2 separate regions of the Macaca mulatta genome follow, and region 2 is linked to region 1. The links are chromatin contacts, called in public Hi-C maps. All regions are on one chromosome and are shown on one strand. The core of a region is the stretch at or near the end of the contact, and the rest is flanking DNA. Distances in the headings are between cores, read along the strand shown.

Region 1 (3,516 bases), core at 180-2,679:
CCAGCCCGGGCTCCCCAGCGCTCTCGGCGTCCTGACCCCGCCCCCAGCGAGCACGTTTCCAAAAACTGACACAAGCCGAGCGCGCGCGCGGGAGTCCCAAGGCGCGCGGGGATGCCCGGCCGAGCCCTGCGGGCGCGCCCCCCAAAACTCGCACCCCAGACACGCTCGCCGACAGCGCCTGCTTCACTTTTCCCCGAAAAAGCGCCCTTCCCGGACCGGAGCGTGCTCAGAGGGTCCCAAGCGCGGACGCACGAGCCCCGCCTCCCCAGGGGCCACGCCGGGACTCGCACCCCGGGAGCCGCACGCGGGTTTCTGGAACCACCCCGGGGGGTGCCCTCTGTAACATTCCACCCGGCCTGTCATTTTCCAACGGTCACCAAGATGAAGGAGACAAAATTTACTAACTCCCGGGGTGAGCCCAATCCTGCCCACTCAAGATCGGGGGACAGAAGTCCCGATTTCCAAGGGTAAAGCCTGTCCCGCCCACTAGCATTAAAAGGTGAAAGATTCATAATTTCCCAGGGCCAGGGCAGCCCATACCCGCTCAACATTACCGGGGCAAAATTTCCCCATTTCCAAAGGTCAGACCGCTCCCGCCCACTCAAGGGGACGTTATCTCCCACCTTCCCAGGGTCGGGCCCGCCCAGCCCCAGTAGGAAAAGCGTGACAAACGCCTAATTTTAAAAAAGAAGAGAAGAGACAGAAAAGGATGCCCTTAAAAAGAGAAATAAGGCGGCGGAGCACACTGACAGCGCCGGGAACAAGCCGGGCGGGCTTCACGTCAAAACGCGGCCGGCACGAGCTACTCCTCCCGTTCTGCGCCCGGGACAGCCCGGCGGGGTCAACGGCACCGCGACCGGGCTCGGGGGCGCCGGCTCCCGCTCCCACCCCGGGCGCGGGGGGCTCCCACCCTACTGGAAACAGCCGCGGGGCCCTCGGCGGGGAAGCAACGGGGGTCCCTAGCAGCGACAGTGGGGTCCAAGGGCTCCGTTCCCCAGGAGAGACCGGCGCGCGCGGCTGGGGGGTTTTGGGGTGTCCCCGGGGGCGACGGAGGAGGGGAGGCCGGGAGGGAGGGACGGTGGGGGACGGCACTCACGTAGACCGGCAACGGCCACGGGTAGACGGCGGGCTCAGCCCCCACGGGCGACTTGAGTCTCAGCTCCAGCTTCTCCCCCATGTCCGCGCGCGCGGCCGCCGCACCATGCTAGGCGGGCGGTTGGGGGAGGGGCGGGGCCGCCGGTGGGCGGAGGAGGGCGGGCAGGAGGGAGGGGCGGGAGGCTGAGGGGAGGGGGCCTGGCCTCGGCCTCGGCCGCCGCCGCCGCCGCCGCCGCGCTCCGGTCCGGCCCGGCCCCCGGCTCCCTCTTTGTGGTCACAGGCCCGGGGCCTCCAGCGCCTCCGCCATCTTGGGCCGGCGTGAGGCGAGCACAATGAGCCGGGGGCCGGGCGGAACCACTCGCCGTGCGCGCGAGGGGGGCCCAGAGCGAAGAGGCCGGCGCGTGCCCGCCGCCCAGCCGGCCGCCCCGCGCGCGCCACCCCTTCGGCGCCCCGCCCCGTGGACTCGCCCGCCCGCCCGAATCCACGCACGCACGCACATACGCACGCACGTCCTCGGTTGCCCTCAGGCGCCCCCTTCCCCCACTCGCCGGCCCGACGCGGAGACCCGGGGAGACCCTATGGGCGGGCCCGTCGGATGACGAGTTCGAATCCCGTCCCAGGGGGGAGGACGCCGAACACCTCCCCACACACGACCTAGTAAAACCAAAAACCTAATTTTCCCCCGTAAGAGTCACGGTCTAGGGCTTGCTCTAGCTCCAAGCCCAGGACTCATTCGACAACAATGCTGTTTCATTGGGTACAAAAAAAAAGCTGGGCGTGGTGATTCACCCCTGTAATCCCAGCACTTTGGGAGCCCAAGGCGGGCGGATCACCTGAGGTTGGAAGTTCGAGACCAGACTGACGAACACAGAGAAACCCCCTCTCATGGCTAGGCGCAGTGACTCACGCCAGTAATCCCAGCACTTTGTGAGGCCGAGGCCGGCAGATCACCTGAGTTCAGGAATTCAAGACCAGCCTGGCCAACATGGTAAAACCCCGTCTCTTCCAGAAATACAAAAATTAGCTGGGCGCGGTGGCGGGCACCTGTAATCCAGGCTACTGGGGAGGCTGAGGCAGGAGAATCGTTTGAACCTGGGAGGCTGAGGTTGCACCATTGTACTCCAGCCTGGGCAACAGAGCAAGACTCCGTCTCAAATTAATTAATTAATTAATTAATTAAGCTATAAACTAAGTTTCTCCCAAAGTTAGTTCAGCCTACGCCCAGGGATGAACAAGGACAGCTTGGAGGTTAGAAGCAAGGGGGAGTCAGTAAAGATCTCTTTAACTGTCTCAGTCATAATTTTGCAAAGGCGGTTTCACCACCAGCACCTCCCCAAGTCCCCAGGGGACACCAACACCCTCCCTGCCCAGCCAGATTCCAGCCCTGCCCCACCCCTTCCCTGCTGGGTGACCTTGGGAGAGTCACTTGACCTCCAATGCTTTCCTCCTCCCAACAATGGAGTCCCGCAGTGACTGCCACAGTGCCTGGTGATTAAAGCCTTTGAGTGTCAAAGTACAACAGTCCCTTGTACTTTTTTTTTTTTTTTTTTTTTTGGTTTTTTGAGACACTCTCGCTCTGTTGCCCAGGCTAGAGTGCAGTGGCACAATCTCAGGTCACTGCAGCCTCCGCCTCCGGAGCTCAAGCGACTCTCCTGCCTCAGCCTCCTGAGTAGTTGGCATTAGAGGTGCCTGCCACCATGCCCGGCTAATTTTTGTATTTTTAGTAGAGATGCATTTCTGCCATGTCGGCCAGGCTGGTCTCAAACTCCTAATCTCAAACACAAAAGTGATCCCCCACCTCGGCCTCCCGAAGTGCTGGGATTACAGGTGTGAGCCACCGCAACCGGCCCCCATTGAGATCTTGATGAACAGTAAAGAGGCCGGGCGCGGTGGCTCACGCCTGTAATCCCAACACTTTGGGTAAAGGCTGAGGCGGGCGGATCACGAGGTCAGGAGACCGAGACCATCCTGACTAACACGGTGAAACCCTGTCTCTACTAAAAATACAAAAAAAATTAGCCAGGCATGGTGACGGGCGCCTGTAGCCGCAGCTCCTCAGGAGACTGAGGCAGGAGGCATGAACCCGCAAGGCGGAGCTTGCAGTGAGCAGAGATCGTGCCACTACACTCCAGCCTGGGCAGCAGAGCGACACTCCATATCCAAAAAAAAATATATATATATATGTATATGTATATATATATATATATATATGGGCTTTTTCTTTGTTGTTGGAAAGATGGGGTTCCGCTATGTACCCCAGGCTGGTCTTTTTATTGATTGATTGATTGATTTTTTGACATAGTCTTACTCTGTCGCTCAGGCTGGAGTCACTACACCAGGCTCCAGTCACTACAAGCAATGCCTCTTAGGTTCTAGCAATTCTCCTGCCTCAGCCTCTCGAGTAGCTGGGATTATGGGTGC
Region 2 (3,354 bases), core at 67-2,566, 170 kb before region 1:
TTTCAGGGTAAGAGAAAAGACTAGACAACGAAGCTCCTGCAATGAGCTGCAGGCTTCCCTGGCGCCAGGTCACAACTGGACGGCACGTTCATCCAGATGCGACATGGACTGACATACTTTGAAAGGGTCACTCCTGCTGTGTCGAGGATGGACTAGGGATGTGGGGGACAAAGGCAGCCACAGCAGGGGGATGGCGGTGGGGCTGGAAGAGTGGAGACTAAGAAGGAGCCCAGTGGCAGCAACGCCTTAAGAGAACTCTGAGAGAGGAGTGAAGGTTAAGGGCCGCATTTGTGAGGCTGCTCCGGGTTCCATTCCCTGAGCCACCAAACTCAGGTAAGAGGGAAGACTTGGAATTAAGAAAATAAAAGATGCAGTTACGACAGTGCCATCTCGTAGACTGTCCCCGCTAGAACCTGACACTCTACATCAAAGGATACACAATGAATATAAGGAAGGCGTGCTGTCCCTAGGCGCTGGTCACCCTGGGTAGCATCTCCAGAATCCACACCATAGTCGACCCCCCTTCTCCAGACGAGCAACCGACGCTCAAAGCAGGGAATTCCCTCGTCCAAGGTCACGGAGTAAAAGATGGAGCGGGGATACGACCCCAGTGCAGGGCTGGGCTCTTGGCCGCTCCAGGATGCTGGCCAGTCACTGGGGGACACGCGGGACGCCTCTGGGTTCCCCCACCGCACCCCCTAGGGTGAGGTTAGCTTAGCACCCGGCCATTCCGCCTAAAGGGAAACTGAGGCTCGGAGCGGGGTGGGCGGCCGCCTGCCCAAGGCCACAGAGCGGGAGAGAGGCGTCCCCCGCGGCGGCTGGAGACCCCGAAACGGACAAGCAGAACCGGGAGATGGAGGGGGCACAAACTTCAGGCCCGGTGGGAAGTGAGGGGCGCTGCAGCGGCGGAGGGCCTCCGAGGCGGGGAAGGGAGAGAAGCCGGGGACAGCCCCGCAAGGTCACGGCCGGGCCCCGGCACCGCCGGCCGACAACGAGGGGACCGCGGATCCCCGAGGCTCGACCCCCCAAGACGGGCCAAGAGGGGTCGTTCCTGCGCGTAGCCTCGGGGCCGAGAGGCCGAAGGGCCGCAGCCTGCGGTGCCGTCGGGACCGGTGCCGCGCTCACCTGGGCCGCGAGGAGCAGAAAGGCCGCCACAAGCCGCGCCAGCGCAGCCGCCGCCACCGCCGCCATCTCGGCCGGTGCCCGCCGCAACCGTCGGCAGATGTTTCCCAGCAACGCCCCGAGACCCCGGGCCACGCATGCGCCGCGCATGCGCGTGGGGGGGGAGGGGAGAGGTCACAGGGCACGGGGCGGTGTCTGCGAAGAGCCGCACGGCGCGACAAGATGGCGGTGAGCGCGCGGCGGAATCCGGAGCCGGGGGGCGTGGGGCTCGGGCCGCGCTCCAGGCCTCATGCGCTCTGCTTTCCCCGCAGGATAAGGAGAAGAAGAAAAAGGAGAGCATCTTGGACTTGTCCAAGTACATCGACAAGACGATCCGGGTGAAGTTTCAGGGAGGACGCGAAGGTGAGGCGGCTCCCGCCGTTGGCACCCCCCCTTTAAAATTTTAAAATAAACTCAGCAAGAGAGGTGATGAGGATGCATGCAGAGGCGCCTCTTTTATTTATTTTTATTTATGTATTTATTTGAGACGCAGTCTCGCTCCGTCGCCCAGTCTGGAGTGCAAGTGGTGCGATCTCAGCTCACTGCAACCTCCGCCTCCCGGGTTCAAGCGATTCTCCTGCCTCAGCCTCCTGCGTGGCTGGGGCTACAGGCGCCACCACTCCTGGTTAATTTTTGTATTTCTAGTAGAGACGGGGTTTCACCATGTTGGCCAGGCTGGTCTCAAACTTCTGACCTCAAGTGATTCGCCCGTCTCGGCCTCCCAAAGTGCTGGGATGACAGGCGTGAGCCGCCGCAGAGGCGCCTCTTTACACGCTTGACGCCGACTACCTTGTGCAGGCTTCCGAATTACGCCGGGAGGTAGGAACTGGTATGGCCATTTTGCAGGCGGGGAAACTGGGGCAAGGAGCGGGAAACAAACGTAACCCAAAGTCACAGTGGCGCAGCCGGTATTGGGATTTCCGGCTTGGCCTCCAGAGCAGTCCTGTGTGTCCAAGGACTGCCCCAGATCCCCACAGATCTCCCGGCTTCTCCTCTTCCTCCCTCTAAGTCAAGGTCTTTCCCGCACAGCAGTGTGGACACATTTGGGGCCGGATTCTCTGGAGTGGGGCCGTCCTGGGGCACTGCAGGGTGCTGAGCAGCATCCCTGGCCTCCACCAAGTTGTGACAACCTAAATAGCCTCAGACATTGCTTAGTGTTCTCTGGGGATAGGATCGCCCCCCGACCCCCAAGCTGTGATTGGGAATCACAGCTACTAAGGTCAGTCTCCACTCAGCGGCCAGAGGCACCTAATGAAAAAGAAATGGAGGCTTCTTGCTCCCTGCTGAAAAGCTCTGAGGCTCCCCGTTGTTTTGGAGTAAAATCCGAATCCATACTTCTGATTATGACTGCAAAGGGCGGCAAAAGCACAAGTTCCACAGGTGCTTGCTCTGGGAAGCCCTCCCTGACCCTGGCGTCAGGCCCCCCATCGTTCTAGGATCCTGGTGGCACCTGTCACCGTTTGCGGTTTCGTGCATGTTAACCTGATGCTTGCCTCTGCCTGCGACTCTTCCATGGAATCTAGTGAAGACAGGGCGAGCTCTCAGAGGGCAGGAAGCATTCGCATGGGCAGTGGGCTGGTGATGCATGCTGCAGCTCTTGGCGGGGCGCAGGGACTCACGCCTGTAACCCCAGCACTTTGGGAGACTGAGGCAGGCGGATCATATGATCAGGAGATCGAGACCAGCCTGACCAACATGGGGTTTTGTGAAACCCCATCTCTACGAAAAATACAAAAAAATTAGCTGGGCGTGGTGGCGCACACCTGTAATCCCAACAACTCAGGAGGCTGAGGCAGGAGAATCTCTTGAACCCAGGAGGCAGAGGTTGCAGTGAGCTGAGATCGCGCCACTGCACTCCAGTCTGGGAGACAGAGCGAGACTCCGTCTAAAAATAAATAAATCACACACACGCACACACACAGCAGAGAAAGGGTTTGCTCCCTGAAGGACTCACCTGATATGGTCAGGCTCACCCAGGGTGTTTCCCTCTAGATTGGCTCAAAGTCAGCTGGTTCAGGGGCTTAAACAGCTGCATAACCTAAGTGCAGGAGTGACGTCATGTCCCCTCAGAGTCACAGGCCCGAGCCCACACCCCGGGGAGGGGAACCTTGGTTAGAGACCTACCTACCTCAGTGCTCACATCTGTCCCCGTGAGGAGGGCTGGCTCACTGGTCAGGCTGGTGCCAAGGACCT

What was found. A called contact is a pair of places that touch in the nucleus more often than the background predicts.
Region 2: a contact with region 1 is called in a Hi-C map of cortical neurons, with 2.3 times the contacts expected there. The contact joins the promoter of LSM7 here to the promoter of DOT1L in region 1. A contact is called at or near these places in 3 of 14 Hi-C or Micro-C datasets (cortical neurons, fetal cortex germinal zone and liver).

What each region holds. Positions count from the first base shown.
Region 1 is chr19:2,904,771-2,908,286 of T2T-MMU8v2.0, reverse strand. DOT1L (DOT1 like histone lysine methyltransferase) reads right to left here and starts at 1,429. Exons shown (of 28, transcript XM_077978913.1): 1 at 1,097-1,429. The coding sequence starts at 1,177.
Region 2 is chr19:3,076,320-3,079,673 of T2T-MMU8v2.0, reverse strand. It overlaps LSM7 (LSM7 homolog, U6 small nuclear RNA and mRNA degradation associated), which reads left to right and starts at 1,316. Exons shown (of 4, transcript XM_015122421.3): 1 at 1,316-1,350; 2 at 1,434-1,524. The coding sequence starts at 1,345. SPPL2B (signal peptide peptidase like 2B) reads right to left here and starts at 1,231. Exons shown (of 16, transcript XR_013409458.1): 1 at 1,126-1,231. LOC144336976 (a long non-coding RNA gene) reads right to left here. Exons shown (of 5, transcript XR_013409525.1): 3 at 3,290-3,354; 4 at 3,116-3,199; 5 at 1,592-2,680.